Linked DNA regions of Mus musculus: all the other regions are linked to region 3. A link is a contact called in public Hi-C and HiChIP or PLAC-seq data. All regions are on one chromosome and are shown on one strand. Each heading gives the region's core, a stretch centred on a gene start, on an enhancer-like site or on the middle of the called end of the contact. The rest is flanking DNA. Distances are from core to core; before and after follow the strand shown.

Region 1 (3,476 bases), core at 74-2,573, 35 kb before region 3:
TCCTCAGGTTCTTCTCCACTTTTGTTCCTGCAGTTCTTTCAGACAGGAACAATTCTGGATCAGAGTTTTTGACTGTGGAGTAGCAACCCCATCCTTCCACTTGATACACTGTCTTTCTACAGGAGGTGGACTCTACAAGTCCCCTCTCCCCACTGTAGGACATTTCATCTAAGGTCCTTCCCTTTGAGTTCTGAGAATCTCACATCTCCCAGGTCTCTGTTACATTCTAGAGGATTCCCCTACCTCCTACCTCCCGAGGTTGCCTTTCTGCTGGTCCTCAGGGCTTCAGTCCTGTTTCCCACCTCCCCAACACCTGATTATGTTCCCCTTTTCCCCTTCCTGTTGACTTTCACACCCAGGTCCCTCCCTCTCTCCCTCCTGCCTTGTGATTGCTTTCTTCTCTCTCCCAAGTGGTCCTTCACTTGGGTCCTTCAGCTTGTTAGCCTTCTTGAGTTCTTTGGTTTGTATCCTGGGAATTCTGTACTATTTTTTGGCTAATATCCACTTATTAGTGAGCACATACCATGCATATTCTTTTGGGTCTGAGTTATCTCACTCAGGATGGTATTTTCTAGTTCCATCTGTTTGCCTGCAAAACTCATGGATACTTTAAAATTTCTATTTGATTGCTGTTCTATTTGGAGTCCTGGATAGTACAAATTAATATGATCCATAGCAGTGAAAATCTTCATATTCTGTCATTTTGGTTTCTTTTGATAGAAAAGTGTGGGCTGCCCGGCAGTGGTGGCACACGCCTTTAATCCCAGCACTTGGGAGGCAGAGGCAGGTGAATTTCTGAGTTGGAGGCCAGCCTGGTCTACAGAGTGAGTTCCAGGACAACCAGGGCTACACAGAGAAACCCTGTCTTGAAAAACCAAAACCAAAAAAAAAAAAAAAAAGAAGAGGAAAGAAAGAAGGAAAGAGAGAAAGAGAGAAAGAAAGAAAGAAAGAAAGAAAGAAAGAAAGAAAGAAAGAAAGAAAGAAAGAAAGAAAGGAGAAAAAGAAAAAGCAAAGCAAAGCATGGGCTGATAACATGATAACATATCCACTAAAAGTAAAAAATTATTCAAGAAAATGTTTTACTTAAAAGACAAATAGAATGCCTCCTATAACATAGGTCAAAGGAATATTGTGGTAGACTTGCTGACTCTTGAAGTTTCCTTAATCACACAAAATAATTAGGATACTGAATATAATAAATTCAAATTAATTTTAAATACAGAACTAATACTGGAAAGAAGCAAAGGAAATCCCTAGGTAGAAACAAATAAAATATTCAAAGTCAGTATAGTGAGCAAAACCTAAACTCAGTGACCCATGAAAAAGATAGAATAAGGTAAATTCCCCAAGGCCTAGAGTTTAACATGTACCAGGGTCATAGGCTTAAGTCTAAAGTCTTAAGAAAAGTTAAATTTAGAAATTAATTCTTTAAAATGAAAGCCAATCTATACCATAGCAACTAGACCATTGTACTCACTAAGCCACTGATGCTGAGAAGAAGAAGGTCAATGAATGTGTTCTGGGGAAGAAAACAGAAATGAGAAGCTTACCCCTACACCTTGCAGGAGGTGTTGTATGATTTGCATTACAGATCCGTCTGTGGAAAATTCCATATGATAAATTCTTAGTTTACTGAAATCCTTAGGAGTGTGAAAAAGCCAAACCTGTTTTTATCTCATAGATACCTTTATAAACATGTATACATTAATCTTCTGGAAACAACTCCATAAAGGATGAGTTCATAGTAAACTTTTATAATCCCAAAGACAAAGAAATACAAAAGAGAGAGAAATGGGATGCAAAAATCTAGAGAAATAAAAGAAATACAAGTGATAGAAAAATAACAAATTCCTTAAATATATTTCCAATGTTTAAAAAAGAAATAAAAGCCACTATACAATAATAAGACATAGTGAAAATGGTTAGTCATGATTTAGATACTTTATTTTTATTACTTTTAGTTATGGGTATATGCATGTGTATCTGTGAATATCTGAATGGGACAAGAGCCCATGGAGACCAGAGGCATCAGAAACCCCGAAGCTAGAGTTACAAACAGTTGTGAACCATATGATATGAATTCTGGGAACCAAACTCAGGTCCTCTAGAAGGACAGCAAATGTACTTAACTGCTGATCTATATCTCCAGCCCCAGTCATACATCTTTGTAAAGCAAAATTGAAGTTCTAAAAGCTAAAAATATGATAATTTAGATCCAGCTGTATAATTAGTAGAAGACTTGCTCTAATTTCATAAACAATAATCAAACATAACATATATGAAGTAATTAGTTTTCAACATTAAATAACAGCTAAGCAGAAGTATGGCCACTGAGAAAAGTGTGTTAGCTGATCTCTACACTAGACTCATTGTCTACTCAATGACAAATTTTGGATCTCAGAAGAGGAACAAAATTCAAAAAGACCACAGTGGACTCCTGAGCTGCAAGATATTGACATCCTTGTCAGCAAGTCTAGGGTAGCAAGAATTTTCTGGAACTGTAGTAGCAGAGAGAGCAACAGACAGATAAAAGCTCAGAAATCAGCAAACCTTGTGCTAGTGATGATGTAAGATTCAGTACAGAGCTGTGATCCTTGAGAGAATGTAGCAACAGGATGACAATAAGGATAACAGCCCCAGAGGTCCAGGACCTGAGTCAAGAAGATAAAGCTGGAGCTGCTAATTTTGTTCATATTTAAATCTTCCCATTTAGATAGTGGACTTCTTTCTTATGCTTTCCATCTCCATCCATACAAGGCTGAATCGAAGTCCAGTACTTACACAGGCTGTTGATTATACATTCTGGTCCATGTAAGTTATTCACTGAAATGTTCTTTGATGGTTCCTCATGCCTTTAAGTTTGGTAGGTTTCTCCAGCTTCTGTAATATACTTGAGACATGAAACCTTTTTTTTTTTTTAAAGGGGGAATTCCAATATGTATAATTTATGTATGCTGCCATTTCTTATAAGTTCAACATCCCAGAGCTATCAAAAAATCCATCCCTTGTCTGCTGTTTCATTGACCCTTTGGTGTCTGTGAAGCTGAATATCTGATGATTTTGGTATCTTTGGAACCCATCCTCTATAGGCATGGATGGATGACTATACTCACATATAACCAATTCTTAACCACTAAAAACCATTTTTTTCTCTGAAGTAAGTTTCATGTGCCCCACTTTGTCTTTTCCAAGCTCCTTATTTATTTTTTTCAAAAGTAAAAATCTTTTTACATTTCAAATAAAAGAGCTGAAGTTTTACAGATTATTTTTGATTTTTTTTTTTTTTTGCAAATTTCAACATGTTCTCAGGGTTTAAAAAGTTAAATTTAAATGGTCAATAGAATAGGAAAGAAAATAGAGAAATTACCAGAAATAGGTCATTTATACTTTAAAATATTATGCAGATAAATAATCATAGTTAAAATAAAGATGAAAATAAAAGTGATACATGATTGGGGAGAAAATTATAAAAATTA
Region 2 (3,495 bases), core at 675-3,174, 56 kb before region 3:
ACATGGCATTGGCTCTGTTAGTTGAGCCAAGTGCCTCTCTTTTACCACATACAAGATTAATAGATCCCCCTAAAATTGCCTTCAGCCCTTCTAGAGGAACCTAAGACCCCTGATAAAGTATTTTGTACAAAAGAGCCCGCTTGCATTTTTCCTATTTCCATTACAGTAGGGGGTTTCACAGCCAAGAAAATGAGGACCAGAGTGGAAAGATGGAGGCAGTGGCTGTTCAGACTCAGGAGCTCCTGCTCAAGCTGCAACAGAGCACCAGGTCTCCAATGCACACCAGACTCACCCTATTTGCTGGCAGGAAACCTGGCTCTGCCACCGGCTGCCTTGCTTGGGACCTGCACTGGACACAAGAGGAGCAGCTATGCCTTGGGCTCAGTGGGTAGGGCAAAAAGTGCTTTTAGAGGTAGCAGGCACAAAGTCAGACAAGTTCATAATGGCAAAAAGTCTAGAGTGCTTTCCTCCTTCAAGTATGGTATGCCCAGACCATTTTCTTTCACTTTGTGCCTTAATTCAGATCTCTTCTTTTTCTCGTTATTCTTTTTAGTTCATTCATTCGTTTCTTTCTCTTCCTTCCTTCCTTCCTTCCTTCCTTCCTTCCTTCCTTCCTTCCTTCCTTCCTTCCTTCCTTCCTTCCTTCTTTCCTTCCTTCCTTCCTCCCTCCCTCCCTTTCTCTCTCTCTTTCTTTCTCTCTCTTTCTCTTTTTCTTTCTTTCTTTCTACTAAGCTAAAGGACCAGCAATTTGATATTTTTTAACCTAATATTTTTGTGGTCTCTGTCTTGCATACTTACATACACACACAAACACACAAAAATCTTAAGTCTTTAATAGAATACACTTTAATAAGATACATTAGCCTAGCCCAACCTGTGAGCTGGGGACTGGGGTTTTTGGAGGCAATTGAACATTGGGGGTACCTCATCTCCAAGTCTCGATGCTTATGCCTCCAACTGCAAATGCTTATTGATTTTCAAAGTTTTCTTTGTCAGTGTATATGCGGGTGTCTGTGCACATATGTGCCACAATTTTCAGTTCTTAGTTTCCACCATGGGTCCCAGGGATTGAATTCAGGTAATCATACTATACAGCAAGTTCTTTTATCTGTGGAGTACCTTGCTTCTATTGCATGCATGCATGCAGGCATGCATGCGTGTGTGTGTGTGTGTGTGTGTGTGTGTGTGTGTGTGTGTGTGTGTAGTGTGTAATTTTCACATAAGTATGTGCTGTATATCTCTACTTCCTTACTATTTTACTTCCTTTCCTCTGTGCTTATCCTTGTCTATCATTTATTTTTGCCTCAGGACAGTTTTACTTTGTTCTTGCCATAGAGACATTCATGTGTTCACACTTTTGTACAAAATATAGAAACAAATACAGTGGGTGAAACAAAAATAAATTTTAAAAATAAAAATGTGTTATTTTTGTTCAGTATTCAGCAACATGCTTTTGTTCGATTTTTTTTCTAAAATTCATGTATAACAATTAATGGTCATTCAGCTTGAAAATTTTCCTTAATGATGATAATAGCGTTTTTCATTGATATTCTGGGGGTTTTCATAAATGTTATCATACTATCTGCAGATAAAATGATTTACCTCTGCCCTTTTTATTCTTATACATTTATATTAGTAAGTATCAACCAAAGCCTTCCATACAGTATTGTATGATAGCATAGAGCACAATGTCAACTTGTAATTCATACTAGTGACAGGACTAAAAGTGTCACATTTCTCCATCCTGACCACAGTTCTGTGCTGTCTATAAGGGTGGTCTCCACTTAGTAGGACTCAGTGGTACCACTCAGTAAATAGGGAAACAGAAGGGTGTTGTTTATGTGACCTTTTCTGGACAAACATCATCAGGTGCTTGTCTGAAGAAATGTGGATATGGATATAAGGTGTGGGGTGCCACCTTGTGGAAGAAAGTATTTAGTGCACTTGAGCTGTATCTTCTCCCATAGTTGTCTTGTCTGGCTCCAAGTCCCAAAGCTGGAGGAAACCTGAGTCACTCACACCACAAGCACTTAGTCTATAAGCCAAGTCAGATGTCTTGAATCTCTAAGCTAATCCCATATGCACTAATAGGAACTCAGTTGTGGTTATAGGACACCAAGAGGAATCTGCCTGTCATGGTGGTGGCCCACTATTAGTCCAAGAACTCAAGCAGGAGGGCAGAGGCAGGTAAATATCGGGGAGCAGAACATTCTACTCTATAAAAATATTTCCAGAATAAATACAAACAGAAAAAAACCTTCTGTTCCAAACTCTGATTTTCAGTAATTGATACTCAATATGAACGTGTCATTATAGATGTGTGTCCCTTCTGGGTGCAGATTGTAAGATAAACTTTATTATGCCAGGAGAATATTCATGAGAAAATAAACTAGAGCAGCCAGGCAGATAAGAACAGAAGTAATGGGGTTAGAGAGATGGTTCAGTGGTTAAGAGCGCTGGCTATTTTTCCCCAGACCCTAAGTTCAATTCCAAGAAGCCACAAGAATTCCATTATAGGTGTCTTACAACCATCTATAGTGAGTTCTAATGCCCTCTTCTGTCATGCAGGGGTAGATGCAGATAGACCACTCATATACATAGAATAAAAAAGAAAAATCTTCGATAGAAAAAAAGAAAAAATATTAAAACAATAATATTAGAATGTAAGACTAATTTTTACAGACAATATTTTGAAAGCCAAAGTAGCTGACTATGCTACTTTAAAAAAGCCTGGTGAGACGGCCCAGAGGATAAAGTTATTTGTTAATAAACCTGCATACCTGAGTTCAGCCCCTGGGCTCCACATGGTGGAAGAAAAGAACCAACTCCTGCAAGTTATTGTCTTATGTCAAGGCATATACATCTCTACCATCTCCAGTTAGTAAACAAACAAAAAGATCTGAGAAAAGAGGTGGAACTAAGCAGTCACAGTGAGAGCTGCTTTGCTTTTTAGGTCAATGCTATCAACAGATGCCATCAATTTTACCCTTCAATGATGTTTGGAGAACAGGAAGAATTCAATGGACATAAATCCCGTTTCCTGCTGAATTGCTTCAAGTTTTTCTCAATTTAGGATGATGATGTCTGTAAGATGCCACTTCCCCGCCCCCTGCCTCTCTCTATTACTCTCTGTCCTGAAACTCACTCTGTAGACCAGACTGGACTGACACTCAAAGATCCTACCTACCAATTGCACAAATTTTGATTTGTTTTGTTTTGGCAGGGTGGTTGAAGAGAAAGGCTGATGTCTGTGAATTTGAGGCTATTGAGCCAAAACAAAACAAAAAATATTCTGGCTTTCATTTTATAGAGACATGTTCCCTATAGTCATATTGTCTGTAGAACTTTGATCATGAAGGCATGCTGGATTGTATCAGAAAAGTTTTCTGTGTTTTGTACTGCAGGGTTTTTTGGTTTTTGTTTGTTTGTTTGTTTGTTTTTTTAACTTTCCTTTTCTTTCTTAAGATAGACAACTAGAGCTATAAATTTCACCAG
Region 3 (3,519 bases), core at 576-3,075:
ATGCTGGTAACCAGCCTTCATGATGGTGCCCCTTCATCTCTGACTCCCAGTATTCCCATTCATGCATAGTGTCTCTCTGGCACTGAGAAGGGTTGATATTTGTTATCAGTAGATTATTCTCAAAGTATTATGACTGCTGGGGATTATGGAAGACATTCTGGCTTAGATCTTTTTTGATCTAGAAGAAGTTAGCTGCCATGAGGTGAGAATTTTCAGTTCCTGCTACCCAGCAGCCCAGTGACCACATGGTGAAGAAATGAGGAATCCAGTCAACAGCAACTGAGCGTCTTCTGTGTGACTTTTCCTGTCCCAATCAACTGGATGACTGTAGCGCAAGCTCTCATTTGGACCATAATATCAGGGGAGATGAAAAACTGCCAGTCTAGCTAAATTGACTCCAAATCATGATAGTACAAACTGGAAGGTACTATTTAGTCTCGCTTAATCCACTACTAATCATAGGGTAATTTGTTACTGTACTGTATAGTAGACAAATGATTTAAGAGCCATTTTTAGAAAATACTCTAACTATGTGTAGTTCAAAGATATAAAAAACTAACAACAAAAGAAACAACAAAATTCCAAGAGGTTGACAGGGCTCTGTTTGTAAAGCTATTTGTCAAGCAAGCATAAGGGCTTGAATTCAGATTTCTAGAATCTAGGTAAAAAGCTGCAGCCAATTTACCTGTAATCCTAGTGCAAGAGAGCCTGACACAGGCAGATGGAACTTACTGACCATCCAGTTTAGATAACCTGCAAGTTTAAGGGTCAGAGAAAGGCTTTGCCTCGAATAAGGGGGTGGAAAGCTGGCAAGAAAGACATTGATATTAGCTTCTAGTCTCCACACATCTTCATGTACACGTGCAAACCACATAAAACACACACACACACACACACACACACACACACACACACACACACACACATGCACACACACACACCTCCTACTCCCAAAGATCTTTTTCAAATTAAAGAAAGAGACATGGAAACTAAATATATAACACTGAAGTGTGGATAGTTTTGTTATTCTTATCATGCCGTAACAAAGATTATTGAGATATTCATCAAAACTTGAAGACAGTAAAAAATTATGAAAAACTACCTTACCAATATTAGTGTCTTGTAATTGATCATTTTACTATAGTTATATTGTCCTTATTTTTAGGAAATACACATTAAAATACTTAAAGAAGAGATAAATGTCTGTAATTTATTTAAAAAGTCAGAAATAACAATTACATAACACAATTGTATAGTCAAAATATATACTTTTATATATCTTTATAATTATATAGAGATAACATTTCTAAAATATTAACATTTAGAAAACCCCTTTACAGTTATACAGAAATTTGAAATTTCACTGTTTACACTAGAGTAAAAAGATTGTAATGCCAGGCAGTGTTATTTCTGAATTTCCACTTTAAGTAAAATAAGCTGTTTTCTCAAACTGAGAGTTGATTACATTAATGGGGTTTGAAACTGAATTAACTGGAACAAAACCCCAAACAGGTTTAAAGAATACAATACTGTAAATTAGCATATCATACGATCAGTAGGCATGAGTATTATTTTGTGAAATTCTTGTTTCAGATGTAGGGGGGTGGGAACGAGAAAGTTAATGTACTTGGCTGCTCAATCAACAAAATATAGGAAAGCCAGGCGTCGCAGAACCCAGCCTGAACCAAAAGCAGACTTCCCGGGGACCGCCCCTCTCTGCCTCTTCCGCCCCTAGTCACCTGCAGTTGTGCTTCACAAATCTTCAGTACCCAGCGCCACCGCGCGGAGCCGATGCTATTTAAGGGTCTGCTCCCCACTGCTTACAGCCAGCCGCAGGCAGCCAGCCCCGCAGGCAGCCAGCCCCGTCCTCTTCCTCTCCTTGCTACAGGCTCACAACTCACAGAGCGCAACCTGCCATTGGACTGCTGCACACATGGGATCCTTGGGTTCGCTCTGGGTTTTCTTCACTCTCATCACTCCAGGAGTTCTTGGTGAGCTGGGCACGGGAGCTCAAATACGGGAATTCCACCAGGGCTGGGAAACTTTCTGTGCCTACACAAAGGCTAGAGGACAAACCAGGGATGTGGGGCCAATGCTGGATACTTGGCTGTCCCTGACACCTTTGGAGATCCCTCTGTCTCCTGATGCAGAACGTCCCCACCTCTTCTGGGAGATGGATTATCACCATAGAAGGCTGAGACACTTATGGTCGCTTTGGAATGTGACTGCTGCATTGTTTTTGTTTTTGTTGTTGTTGTTGTTGTTGTTGTTGTTGTTGTTGTTTTTTGTGTGTGGGGGGGGTCTGCTCTCTTCTCCCTGGATTCCAGTCTCCAGGGAATTCATCAAGAGCTCACACAGTAGTGTCCCAATCTGTGCTCAAGAATTACAGACCTGCATGTGCCTCTTAGGCATGGAGCCACTGCTTCGGTTTTTAAAAAGAGTAACACCTGATTCTCCAATGTGGGTCTCAGATTTTTTATCTTTGATAGTATGTTTAAAAACTATCTTCAGTTAGTTTTTAAAGTTGAACATGAATTAAAACTATGACTTCTGTAGTGGTGTGTGCTTCTGTAGGTTCTCCTTCAGTGTTCTCTGTAAGTGGTGTGTGTGTGTATGTGTGTGTGTGTGTGTGTGTGTGTGTGTGTGTGTGTGCATGTGTGTGTGTTGTTGTTGTTGTTTCACAGATTGGCTTGCTTTTAAAGTAGTACCATTTATTCTGGTAGTGAAGGGATCAGGTATAAGACATTTACTGCAAAAACCTCAATGCTGAGTGGATTTTGGCAAGTCTCAGTATAACTTGTTCTCATAGTGAATAAATTCATAGGTTACTTACAGTAAACCTCAATGGCTGCGTGAATTTGGCAAGTTGGTTAGAGCCCTGACCCTCAGTTTTTCATATATAAAGTCAGAAATGAGCTGTGCTAACATCCCATGAAGGTGAAAGAAATCAGGAGCTGTCAGAGAAATTAAGTCAATTGGCACTTGACTGTTGACACTAAGGTAGCCGTTAGCAGCTAAGGATGGATCTGGTTGTTATAGGGTCTGAATATTATGTATTAGTTCTGCTACAATTTCTACTGGAAAATCAATTCTAGGGATGGCTGGACCTTATTTCATGTTCACTGATGAATATTTTATGCTCAGTACAATACTTTGGTTAACATACATGACTCTCATTTTTAAAAAAAATCATCCATATCCATCAGATAGCCAGGAAACCCAGTATTAAGGCATTTGATGATAATTCTCAATAATGATTTCCCTACTTCCTGTCTTCTGACCAACTTTTCAGATTTGTTTTTATTCTACATATAAATCCTCCATCTACTTCTAAATGATTTCTAAATCATCCGTGTAAAGCCTTTTACATCTAAATAGTTAATCTCTCCCTGTCCTCCAGAAGAATTTTCAGTGTTAGTCACTACTCCGATCTTCACTCCAGATCCTAGAAAGATGTAAAGAGAGAAAAGAGACTCATGAAAATTCCTATCATGTAATAGCTTGTAGGCTAGCCTTTCT

The links. HiChIP or PLAC-seq counts read pairs in DNA pulled down with a chosen protein or histone mark. A called contact is a pair of places that touch in the nucleus more often than the background predicts.
Region 1: a contact with region 3 is called in a Hi-C map of B cells, with 1.7 times the contacts expected there. The contact joins the enhancer-like site here to the promoter of Cr2 in region 3. A contact is called at or near these places in 14 of 39 promoter capture datasets (the 3T3-L1 cell line, 3T3-L1-derived adipocytes, the C10 cell line and 9 more), 1 of 15 datasets of contacts at CTCF or cohesin (large pre-B cells), 12 of 484 Hi-C or Micro-C datasets (the 63-12 cell line, B cells, CD4 T cells and 7 more), 1 of 115 datasets of contacts at active chromatin or transcription factors (embryonic stem cells) and 2 of 9 other capture datasets (adipose tissue and liver).
Region 2: a contact with region 3 is called in a CTCF HiChIP or PLAC-seq map of pro-B cells, with 3 times the contacts expected there. The contact joins the enhancer-like site here to the promoter of Cr2 in region 3. A contact is called at or near these places in 8 of 39 promoter capture datasets (the C10 cell line, the HPC-7 cell line, embryonic stem cells and 3 more), 2 of 15 datasets of contacts at CTCF or cohesin (large pre-B cells and pro-B cells), 12 of 484 Hi-C or Micro-C datasets (B cells, bone marrow-derived macrophages, conventional dendritic cells and 4 more) and 3 of 9 other capture datasets (adipose tissue, liver and pancreatic islet).

What each region holds. Positions count from the first base shown.
Region 1 is chr1:195,209,263-195,212,738 of GRCm38.p6, reverse strand. No RefSeq gene overlaps it. Among named protein-coding and RNA genes, the nearest start is that of Cr2, 34 kb to the right of the region's middle. Within about 2 kb of position 1,323, at least 5 of the 459 cell types and tissues checked have an H3K27ac peak or open chromatin away from gene starts, as enhancers often do. A contact at or near this core is called in B cells, where this site is marked.
Region 2 is chr1:195,231,245-195,234,739 of GRCm38.p6, reverse strand. No RefSeq gene overlaps it. Among named protein-coding and RNA genes, the nearest start is that of Cr2, 56 kb to the right of the region's middle. Within about 2 kb of position 1,924, at least 8 of the 459 cell types and tissues checked have an H3K27ac peak or open chromatin away from gene starts, as enhancers often do. A contact at or near this core is called in B cells and pro-B cells, where this site is marked.
Region 3 is chr1:195,175,025-195,178,543 of GRCm38.p6, reverse strand. It overlaps Cr2 (complement receptor 2), which reads left to right and starts at 1,825. Exons shown (of 26, transcript NM_001368765.1): 1 at 1,825-1,991. The coding sequence starts at 1,934.